Linked DNA regions of Anas platyrhynchos: region 2 is linked to region 1. The links are chromatin contacts, called in public Hi-C maps. All regions are on one chromosome and are shown on one strand. The core of a region is the stretch at or near the end of the contact, and the rest is flanking DNA. Distances in the headings are between cores, read along the strand shown. Region 1 overlaps PCNX2 (pecanex 2). Region 2 holds the start of SIPA1L2 (signal induced proliferation associated 1 like 2).

Evidence for each region. Hi-C and Micro-C count contacts between places; a contact is called where the count stands out from the background.
Region 2: a Hi-C map of subcutaneous adipose tissue shows a contact between it and region 1, with 4 times the contacts expected there. The contact joins the promoter of SIPA1L2 here to the enhancer-like site in region 1. A contact is called at or near these places in 4 of 8 Hi-C or Micro-C datasets (F1 follicle, F5 follicle, skeletal muscle and 1 more).

Annotation. Positions count from the first base shown.
Region 1 is chr3:43,429,145-43,434,631 of IASCAAS_PekinDuck_T2T, forward strand. It overlaps PCNX2 (pecanex 2), which reads left to right. Exons shown (of 31, transcript XM_038176129.2): 6 at 5,451-5,487. Among named protein-coding and RNA genes, the nearest start is that of PCNX2, 34 kb to the left of the region's middle. Within about 2 kb of position 2,012, at least 1 of the 8 cell types and tissues checked has an H3K27ac peak or open chromatin away from gene starts, as enhancers often do. A contact at or near this core is called in subcutaneous adipose tissue, where this site is marked.
Region 2 is chr3:43,705,097-43,710,583 of IASCAAS_PekinDuck_T2T, forward strand. SIPA1L2 (signal induced proliferation associated 1 like 2) reads left to right here and starts at 3,426. Exons shown (of 22, transcript XM_038176234.2): 1 at 3,426-3,692.

The sequences.
Region 1 (5,487 bases), core at 762-3,261:
ATCTTTTCCTGGTTTTATTTTATTTTATTTTTTTTTCATCCCCCCTATCACTCTTTTAACACAGAGCAGGGAAGTGCTTTTGACAGAATGGGGAGGTGCTGCCACATGATGGCAGCAAAATCCTGCTCAGGAATGGGAGCTTCAGTAGTCTTGTAGTTTCTGGGGCCTGTGTCTACCCCAACTTTCAGATTGAGAGCTCAAGAGGATCTTCTAAAAGACTGGAGATAATGGTGCAGTGGGTGCTTGCTAATGCATTAATTCCAGTAAAGTTGCTTCTTCTCATCCTCTAGTTTAACTAGTCTGTGCTGTTTGTGTTGTCAGTAATAGGCTTACAAATTACTGATTTACCTCCTTGATACAAAAATTTAAAAAATAAAATCTGAAAAGAGAGAAACAAGGGTGAACCAAGCAGTAGTGTCTCACTTAATGAATATGATGTGCGCTGCTGCTCCTCTTGTAGTACTTTACAAGACTTTAACAGTGGCCTTATATCATTTTCTGTCTGTTATGTCAGTAAATTAGTGCATCCAGCTTTCCCATTCTGTAAACTTGTGTACTGTATCTTATTACTGTTAGGGGTGGTATTGTTGTTAACTAAACAAATAATAAAAACCACTCCTGAAGTCCTGTTGGATGAGTAACAAAATGTCAACAAGATTTAAGAGAGACTTAATGTTTAGCTTGTACTCCCCTCAGCTGTAATCACTAAGGGAAGTTAAAGTATGCATTCTGAATTAACGTTATTCTCTTTGAAACTGCTAATTTCTTTCCAAAATAAGTGAAGATTGCTGCTGCTTATTCAGTTTTTCCCTATTTGCTATGATTGGGCTTCTCACACAATCATCCAGTCTTAATGCTGCTCTTGCTTTTGCATATTTCAACTTGCTTATATAGTTTATGTTGCCTTTTAGTTTTTAAGTTGTCTTTATGTCATAGGACAGTTGGCAGCTGTAAATCACGGGCTGCTGGAAGAGGCAATTCCCCCACCCAGTGGATTTGGCCTCAGTGCTGGGTTATGCAATAGTCTGGCCAGGTTAGTGCTGGCGGTTCTGCGGTGGAGGCCAGGCGAGTGGACTTGTAGCAAGAGGTCTGGGTGGTGAGGTGTACAGACGATGAGGACATAAAATGGTGAGGAAGGCATTTTAGGTGAGAAGGAGCAAAGCTGCTGAGGTGACGGTAGGAAGACGTCAGCAATGGGATCAAGTAGTGGAGGTGCTGTCAGGGAGCTGTGAGCTGCTATCGATCCGGGACTTCAAATCTCATTTCAGACAGCTGCATTTGTGCTTTCACGTCATTGTGACGGTATCAGTTGGAGGTATTTTGAACGCACCTCAGATGAATACCTTGGAGGTGATTGTTGTGCTGAAAGGGAGCTTCCCACCTCTGGACTTCGCCCTGGTTCACAGCTATTGCTGCTTGGACTTAAGAGTGGCGTTTTAGTGGTTATTACAAATGGCTTCAACTGTATTATTATAGCTGTAGATATTTATGTGGCATGCTGTTACACTTAGTAGGGACCTAGACAGCTTCCTGAAGCAGTTTGATGGGATCTTGATGTTTTTGTATGCAGGAGTTCGGCTGTTTGCTATTGCAACTGTTGTGACACTGGTTACAGGGTTGCCTGTCCTAATTTAACTTTGTCCTATATCGAGGTTAAAATGAAAGTTAGCCAAGCCCTGCAAAACATCTTTATTAAGCAGGGAATCCTTTGTAATTGTGTAACGTGTCTTTGTAATGAGCTTACCTTGAGAGGTGTTCAGACTCGAGGTTAGCTAATCCTTAACGAAGGGGATGACTCAGGCTGGGTTATATTTGAATAGCTTGAGCTAAATTGACAACAGTATAAGGCACACGTATGTCCTGTCAAACAGTGACCCAAAAGGGAGAAGGAAGATTTTTCCAGTGCTGTGTAGTGATAGTAAAACACTTCCACTGTTGTACCGTTGCTCAACTAGCTTATGTTTATTGTGTTCTTACAAAACTGAATTGTGAGCCAGGAAAAAATTCCTGGCTTTATGACCATTTATCAGTAGAGGGTGCTATGTATCTTCTGCATTGGATCTGCATGGGTTGTATGTTTACCAAAGATATTTTTAGTTATTAATTTATTATTCAAAATTTGGTTCAATTATACCTTTGCTTACATTAGCAGTATGGTTTACCATAGTAGATCTTGATAACGTTAATTTGATTCTGCAAACGAACAGATTTTCTGTTTAGTAAGGTTCCATGTTATACTGACATCAGCTTTGTTACAGTGATTTTATGATTAGAGAGTGCCCCTATTCAAGTATGGTAATAAATCTATGGAATCTACTTTACAGGCTTACAAAAACACAAATACCACCATCACATTTCTTTCTGGTATTTGCTTTCAGTGTGATAATGTCATCAGATGAAATATGACATTTAAGTAGCTGTGTAAGCATCGGGGAGTTAGCAGGTGAATGTGAGGAGGAGGTTGTGTGGAAAATAAGAATAAAGAATAAAAAAACTAGCAAACAGGAGTTAAGGGGAACAGAAAATGAGGGAAGAGTAAGAAAAGATACAGAGATACGAGGCTGATTAAATAAAAGGCATAGGAAGGAGACAAATGCCAGAAGACAACTCCCAGTTTTGAAATTATTGCTTTGGTGGCTCTGTCTTTCCATCCCCAGTGCCCTGATTGCCTTGTCAGGCATCTAAAGTTTCAGCTTTTTCCCACAGTTAGTGTCCCAGCTGCTTATAGCTCTTCTGCCAATTGCTGGTAGGTGGAGCTGTGAATTTTGCTGCTGAAAGCAAACAAAACAGACTGTGGGCTCTCCTGGCTTTTCAGTTATCTTCGAGTCTGGTGGGAGAGAATTTGATCTCCAAGATTATTCTTGGAAGAAGTCTTACGAGTAAAATGATTTTGATTTCTGAGAACTAGTAGAGGATAGTACCAGGGGAATATCTTGGCGTATCCATCCATCACTCTGCCAGTTCCATTCTTGGTAAACATGGAATAGAAGACATGGGCCAATTAAAAAAAATGCTCTTGACTTTTATTTGGCTTTTGTAGAAAGATAACTAACAATGCAGTAACTTATTGAAGATAACCCTTCTCTTAAGAAGATATAAGGAGACACTATTCCCTTGCTGTGTTTAAGTCACATTTTTGGCAGGGATTCCTGAAGCAGTGTTCCTGAACGCCCTGAGCTACGTTTGCCTTTTTCCTGCTGTGAACAGGGAACCCCAGGATTGTGCTCACAATGGCAAGGAACAGGACGGCTCATCTTAGGGAAACAAGGCAATCAAACTGGACAAGGTCACCCTTCAGTAGGGCACTTCCAAAATATGGAAAAGGCTTCATTCATTAGCTGTTTTGAGAAACTTTTTTCCTGGGAAGTGTGCCTTTAGGCTTGCTCGCCTCTTTGCCTCCCCGAATCTGTCGGTTGAGACCAAGGCTCTTGGGTCAGTTTGCATCACTTCTGTACGGTTTCATTATTGTCTGTTGGCAAGGTGCTGTACAGAACCCATAAAGGAGATGCATTCTTATGGAGGGCTGGGCCATCAGCTGGGTCGAATTGAGCCAAGTCCTCATTTCCTAGTACTGCCCACAGGGAATGTGACAGCTGTCCTGAATATGTGGAACAGATCTGCTTCTGCCTGTAGCAGGAGGAGTGGAGAGTGTAGGGGAAGTCATTAGGGCTAAGAACATGGGGAGCGTTCGTGTCTGCTTGTCTGGTAGCTCTGCTGGAGTGGCAGCTGGCAAATATTAGGTCTGGCATCCAAACCTGCTACCAGTCAAGGCCTTGGTTTAAAAAACAAACAAAAAACCCACTGTGTGTCTCAGAGACCAAAGGCAGGATGATTCCTCTAGTGACAATCAGGGCTGCTGATATTCCTGTTGGTCCAGATAGAGCTAGCAAGTCCTGGTGCAGAGAAAAAGAGAGTATGTGTGTTTCAAGCTGTTGGTGTGATAGTTCAGCCCTGCTTCTAAGCAGTCCAGGCACTGAACCTTGTCCTAGCACAACACTAGCCATTGCAGCTTAAGTTAACACCCAGGTATATTCAGGGCAGCCACAATTGCGAAGCTCCTTTTGTTGGGCTTAACAAGGGTTTCAAGACAGGTTTTGGGAATTGTCCCCAAAAGCAGGGAAGGTTGAGTTTGCTAAAATTAATAAAGTTTCTTGGGGGCAATCATAGGATATGCGAGATGAGTTTTGTTTTTGCCCTGGCACAGACTTATTGGGTGACCGTAGGCAATGACTTTGTTTTCTTCCTGCTTGTCTTTCCTTTATGGCAAATGGGAACAGTAGATATTGACTACCTTGCATCAGGTAAAAGCTCTGAGCTGCTTGGATACAGAAGTAGTAAGAGCCCAAGGCAGACGAGTAATGAGCTCTGAGCAGGGTCCCTAGTGTATCAACCCCACTTAGAACAGCATGAGCAACAAGTATTCAAATTAAATCTTTTCCACAAGTAACCATGATCTAATTTCAGTATAGCTCTTGCTGAGACCAAGTCAGTCATGCCATAGTAGCTTACCATTTTTGCAACCCAACAGGTATCGCTGCAGTAACTGCAGAGGTTTTCCTAAAGTAAACTATTTCAGTGCTGTATCTATAGCATAAAGCAGTAAATGTGGAGGTGAGGGGGAATCATCTTGCTCAGGGCCCTCCCAGGGTGAATTTAAGCTTGGTGCTGGGGATATCTGAGCTAGCCTTATGTGACTTATTGATGTATTGACATCTTGTGAGGGCAGAAGGAAGTTTCTTATAGCCTGAATTCTCAGTAGGTAAATTATTACTTACAAAATTCTGTGCAGTTGGGACATAACTGGTTTATTACCTAAATAAACTCGGTTTAAAGCTAATCCAGTATCTCCATAGCAGCTACTCTGTGGTTCTGCACTGGGGATACACAGCTTTTGACCTGAATTATGAGAGCAGGTAAACAAGAGGGAAACTTTGACAAATAATCTATTATTAATAGTAAAGTAGCATGCTTGGGAGTAGTAGAGATTTGTAGACAACCAGAAAAAGGAATGGTGTTTTTCTTCCAGAATTTTACGTCAGTATTAGTGGTCTTAGAGTATGCCACACTGATGTTTCTGGAAATAACTCCTGGACTGGGAGTCACATCAGGTAACTTGAGGTGTTTATTGCACAGATACCCAAATCTGGACTTAACGTATGGCCTCTGTTGCCAGTCAGAAAAAGACACTTCTGAAGTGTGATTCATTGTAGGTATTCATCTCAGGATGAGAAAAAACATGGTTTGGAAATGTCCATTTCTCTGCAGTGGATGTAGAGAATGCATCTAAATTTGGGTTCTAACTGCTGTGGGCCTGGGCTAGATTTCAGGTATGGAGGTGGAAGACTCCATGTCCTTTGAGCCAACCTGTCTTCCTCCGGTAATGTTTCAGTAATACTAGGAAAATGCTGCTTTGTAAAACAGTCTCTTTCTGTTCTCTCCTCTGTGTGCAGTGAGATCCAGTTCAGCTCCTCCAGCACTACCACTTCA
Region 2 (5,487 bases), core at 2,176-4,675, 280 kb after region 1:
AACCACAGAGGAGAGAGGCAGTAGTAAGTAAACTAGAGGAAGTGAGATGAAATATTGCATGTTCCTCTGGTTAATAGGGGATTCATTTGAAGGATATTGCTAATTAAAACCAATACTATTTTCCTCCATGTGGGCTTTCAAAACCATTTTCGGAGGATACAAAGGACGTTTTGTTTCACTGAATTGCTTATAGTTTAGGGAAGCCAGTGGGATGAAATATTAGCGTAGTAAATTGTGCTTGTGCTTCAAGAGCAGCGTGTGAAAGGGGCACCTTGCAGATTGTGAGTACACGGCGTCACCCAAATAATGTCCAAGCAGAAGGGCAGCTTGGGGTTAGAGGAGCAAAAATCCACCCTCAGCCTACCCTGCAGTACAAGAAACTGCCAAAGAGTTGTGGTTACTAGAAAAAGAGCTCCTGTGTGTCTGTAGCTCCAGGGCTGCTGGATCTACAGAAGCCTGCAGTCTGGGGATTTGCCTGCAGTGCCGACCTTAGCTCCAGCCTGCGGATGGCTCCGTGATTCACAGGGAGGGCGCGAAGCCAGCGGCTGCCTCCTGCTGCTGCCCACAGCTTTCCTCTGATGTGACCAGGGGGAGCCGAGGGTGCTCCAAAGGCCAGGCTTTACAGAGCACCTCACCCCATTCACTGCATCCGAAAATAACTGAGCCATGTCAGCGGAGAGATGTGAGAGTGAGATGACATCTTTAGGCATCGGTGAGATCTTGTGCTCAGCGCCTACTTGCTTCATCCAGATTCTAGGCTTGCGCCCAAGGCTGAGGAAACAAACCTGAACTTTCTTCAGCTTGCCTGTTCCTGAGTGCCTTGTGTCAGCAGAACATGCCTCATCATGTGGCTACCGGATGTTTTCTCCACCTCCTGCGCCACATGCAGGGATCCCACTCGGACCCACTTCCCCAGCAACGAGTGGAAAAGTCCACTTTTGGGTTTAGATTTGTCTTTACATCACTGGAAACAAACAGCCCGTAGGAGGTGTTGAAACAACTCCCTGTGTGTTAAAAGTGTCTGTGGACTGGCTTCAGTGTGGCTGAGCTGGGCAGGCATTGCCCCTATTTGAAATTAAATGTGAGGGGGTGAGGTGCAGACATTGCAGGAAAAGCTGGCACCCCTCTTAATCAGAGCTGAGGCCTGTGGGACATCTTCTGCCTTGCTTCTGTATGCTTTCTGGCCACTGGCTGAACTCTTACAATGCACCCTGGATCATACCACCAAGGGCTGGACTGCTCTGCTGTAAGCAACTTATCCCAAAGCAAGTGTCCTTTACTAGAAAGTTCAAGTAAAATACTTGCAACCTGGAAGAATTAGAAACTTAAAGGAGAATTGGTTGTCTTCTTTCTCTGTACCCTTTTCAGTTACATTTTAATATTTCTCAGTTTTCAGTTTGGGCAGGGGATTCCTCTTATCCTGTTTGCTTTCGTGCTCCAGAGGCTTGAACAGCCCTTTACTATTTCAAGAAGCTCCTGTTTACCTCCCTTCACCTGTGTTCTGCTTTCTGGCCCTTGTTCTTCTCTTGTTGACTCCCTGAGGGTACACAGATGGTAGCCTGGAAGCCAAAAGGAATGATACTGAGGGCGTGAGAGTGGGAGAGAAAAAAAAAAAAAAAAGGGAAAGAAAAAAGGAAAAAAAAGGGAAAGGAAAAGAAAGATGGGGAAAAAAAAAAGTGATTGCAGAAAGCCTTCAGACTCCTCTCACAGCAAAACCCTATTACATATCAGTGTGCTGGATCTTGTCAAGGTGCAGGTAATGTTTAATTTTGGGAATACAACCGAAACACATTTGGCTTGCTGGCTGTAATCGTTTCGGCCTGTGAAGTGAGGTAGCAACAGTACGGTAGCACGATTCCATCGCGAAGCGCGTTCTGCTAGCTGAGAAGTCTCTCCCTGTTCACATGCTGTGCCACAGTCAGCCTGATCTTCACTGGTGGGCGGCAGCCTCAGAGGCACCACATCGGCAGCATATGTAAGTGTTTCTCGTCTCCAAATTAAGCCCTGTGACATACTTCACCCTAGGTGCAGGAAGGAGTTAATCTCAGCGCTGCGGTCTGGTAGGGCTTGAGCAGCATTTGTTCATTTGGTAAGGAAATGCCGTGACTTACAGATAACTTCAGCCCGATGTTGTTTCAGCGTAGTGTTCTCTGGGACTGCAGTTGGAATATGCTTGGAGGAAGCCGATTTGCATCCAAAATGCTTTATAAAACGAGTCTTTAAAATAAAACCCAGTAAGTAGATGCAAATGTTGTTCTTAGCACACAAAACGCCACGGCTCTGCTACCTGCTCGCACAGCGCCGTACCCGCCTTCCTCAGCTCGCACAGGAACCGCAGCCAAGCTGAGAACGGAACAGTTCGGCCGCACTGACGAGCCAGGCTGCAGGAAATCAGCCACAGCCGAGGCAGGTCGGCCACTGAGCAGGCAGCACCCGCAAAAAGCAGCGAGCGGAGCAGGGGACACCTAGCGGCGGCTGGCAGCGCCCGCTGCAAGGGCAGCTCCTGAGGGGCAGCCTGCGCTCACTCACAGCTCCTCACCGTTCCCCTGGCGTTTTTTCCTTCTAGTTCTTAAATAAAGCGACCTTCCAGGAAGGATACCATCTATAACATCGTTATTTTTATTTATTTATTTATTTGTTTTCCTGAGGTTCCTCGCCAAGGCAATAACATTATCCCCCGTGGTCTTGCTCCTGTGCAGAAATAACCCGCTGCCCAGCTGGGCGAGCGGCTCGGCAGAGGACTGGCAGCGCTCAGACGTGTTATTTCGACCCCAAAAGTAACACTCCCTCAGGTATCCGAGCACTAAGCGGTGAGAGTCACGTCTGCCAGGGTTGTTATAATAAACTGTGATGGCTTAAAGTTTGTCCCGCCGACCAGCCCGCGTGAAGCTGTGCTTAGGTGTACGAGTGTGGATGTGAGGTGCGCGTTAGGGGATGGGTTAAGCACAATAACCCCAAATTCGGCCGGCCTCGGGCGTGCTGCACCTTGACTGTGCGCTTGGGCAGCCCCTGCCCGCTGAGCCCAGCGCAGGGCGGGCAGCGAGGAGAGGCTCCCAACCGCCGTGTGCGTGGCAGCGAGCCCCGGGATCGCAGACACGGCCTCCCGCAGGACTTTAATAGGGAAATTTAGGGAAATGTAGGGAAATGTAGGGAAATTCGAGCGCCCAGACCGGGCTCGGGTGCGCAGGGGCAGAGCTCGGAGCCGGCACCTCAGGCTCGGGGCTGGCCCCCCCCCCCACCTGCCGCCCGCTCCCTCACAGGGCAGGGCGAAGGCGGGGCGGGGCCCTGAGCGACAGCCCCGCTGACCAATGAGAAACCGGCTTTCCCTAGGGGCAGAGCCGGCGGAGCCAATGACGAGGAGGGGCGGGCTTGTGGGCGGGGAGGAGAGGGGGAGAGGCCCCGCCCCCGCCCTCCCCTCCCCGTCCGGCGGCTGGGGCGCACTCGGCAGCGAGCGGCGGGCAGAGCGCGAGCGGTGCCGGGGGGCGCGGGAGCAGCACCGGCAGCAGCAGCGGTTGCAGCGGTTGCAGCAGCGCGCGCGCGACCCCAACGGCTGCTCCCCCCTCCCGCCCCCCCGCCCGGCTCCGTTAACGGCTCCTCCCGCGGGAGGGGGCGGTGAAGGGGAGCCGGGCAGCGGAGCCCCGCGGGCCATGGGGGTCCCGCGGCCGCGGCAGGCGCAGGCAGGGCAGCGGCAGGTAAGGACGGGGCTCGGGGCTCGGGGCTGGGGCCGGGCCGGAGCGAGCAGCCCCGGGGGCTGCGGAGCCCTCCCGGGGGGGACCGGGGGCTCGGGACCGGGGGTCGCGGGCGGTCCCGGCGGCGCTGCCCCGAAGTTGGGTGCCCGCAGCTGGGGGCTGAGCCCCGGGGGGAGCTGGCGGAGCTCCGGGGGCCCGGCCCCTCGGCTGGGAGCGAGTTTTGGGGGTGCCGCCGCGGGGAGCGGGTGAAGTTGGGAGGGAGGCGCTGGCGTTGGTGCGCCCCGGCTCTTTTGTGTGCGCTCCCCGCTTCGGGAAGTTGACGCTAGATGGCTTGCTTCTCTCAGCTATCCGCCGGGGAAGGCGAGCGTGTCATCTGCTTCTGCAGCCCGCTGCTCCGGCGTTTGTCTCTGTTTTTTTTTTTTTCCCCTGCGTGTGAATAGGAAGCTGCCTTCCTGAGCGGTTCAGCGCTGGTTAGACGCGAGGAGAACTTAAAGTTTGCCTGCGAGCTGATCCAGCTCAGCCCTTTCATCAGTTCAGCTGCTTACAGGCATCGTTTTGTATACACACTACCAGTACCTAAAGGGAGCTTGCTGAGTTGCAGTATAGTTCTGAAAACCCCCAGGTTCCTTTAAAGGAAGGCAGTTGGATAGGAAAGGCTGAACATGTAAAGAAACAATACCATCGTCTCAGTTATTGCTTACTTTGTTGGACTTCATTTTAGAAAGATCCCTAATAGATAAACAATCTTACTGCACTTTTTTTTTTTTTCTTCTTTCTTTCTTTCCCCTAGATTTTGTGCCTAGCTATATTGGACTGAAATCTTTTGGAGTTGGGTTCAGGTACACATTGCATCACAGCCTGCTAGGTATCAGAAAGCCTGGGCCTGATGCTTTATTAGTTTATTTCTTCTGTCCTTCCAAAACTGCCCCTGTTGTCAGTGGAGTGCCAGATTTGCTCCTTGTTTGTTTCTTCGGTAGTAGCTCTGAAATACTCAAGTCTTAAACTTGATCTCTGAAATATCTTTTATTATTAATGCAAAAATGTTTAAATCATCAAGAGCTATGATGCATTACCATACAAAAGTTGATTTATAATTTATGTAGCATTCGTATAAAGCAAGATCACAGAGAGGTCTCTGAACGTGTTGTCTTGGTTTTGCATGCCCAGTGGGTTACCTTACCAGGTCACGCAGCACTTTAGGTATGACAAGGAGTAGTTGCTTGTAAGGATGCCAGGCTGTTTCACCAATCATATTGGATCAATTAAAGATGTCACTCATAGATGCCGAGGGTATAATGTGAAACCCAGAACTAAACAAAAGCTCAATCTTTCTCTAGCTGGTATTTGCTTACTGTGCAAATCAAGGAATTTTAAAGGTTTCTGTGCTGTCATCCTGAAAGAAAGATAATATGGTCTGTTCTGTAGACACGGACTGATATGTACTAATACTTAAGTACATTGTGAAATGCTTTTGGAAATGACAAGAGTCAAGGAACTAAGCGAGGCAGTGGTTAAACAGGCAAAAACACCCCTTCCTTTTCGTGATGACCTTTATGAGTGAACCAAGGCACTTCTTTCATCACTGTCAGCTTCATGTTGGATGTGGTAGTCGGGCATTGCCCCTAGGATTGCGTGCAGAGCAGCAGTTGTACCTGCAGGAGAGAGCAAGTATCATCTCCTTGCCTTAGCTGCTGGGATTCAGATTACATTTAGATGGCTGGATGTTAAAATATTTCCAGGAGCTTCATGCTTTTTACTTATCAGTGATCTAGTTCGGTAATAACGAGTGAGAAATGCA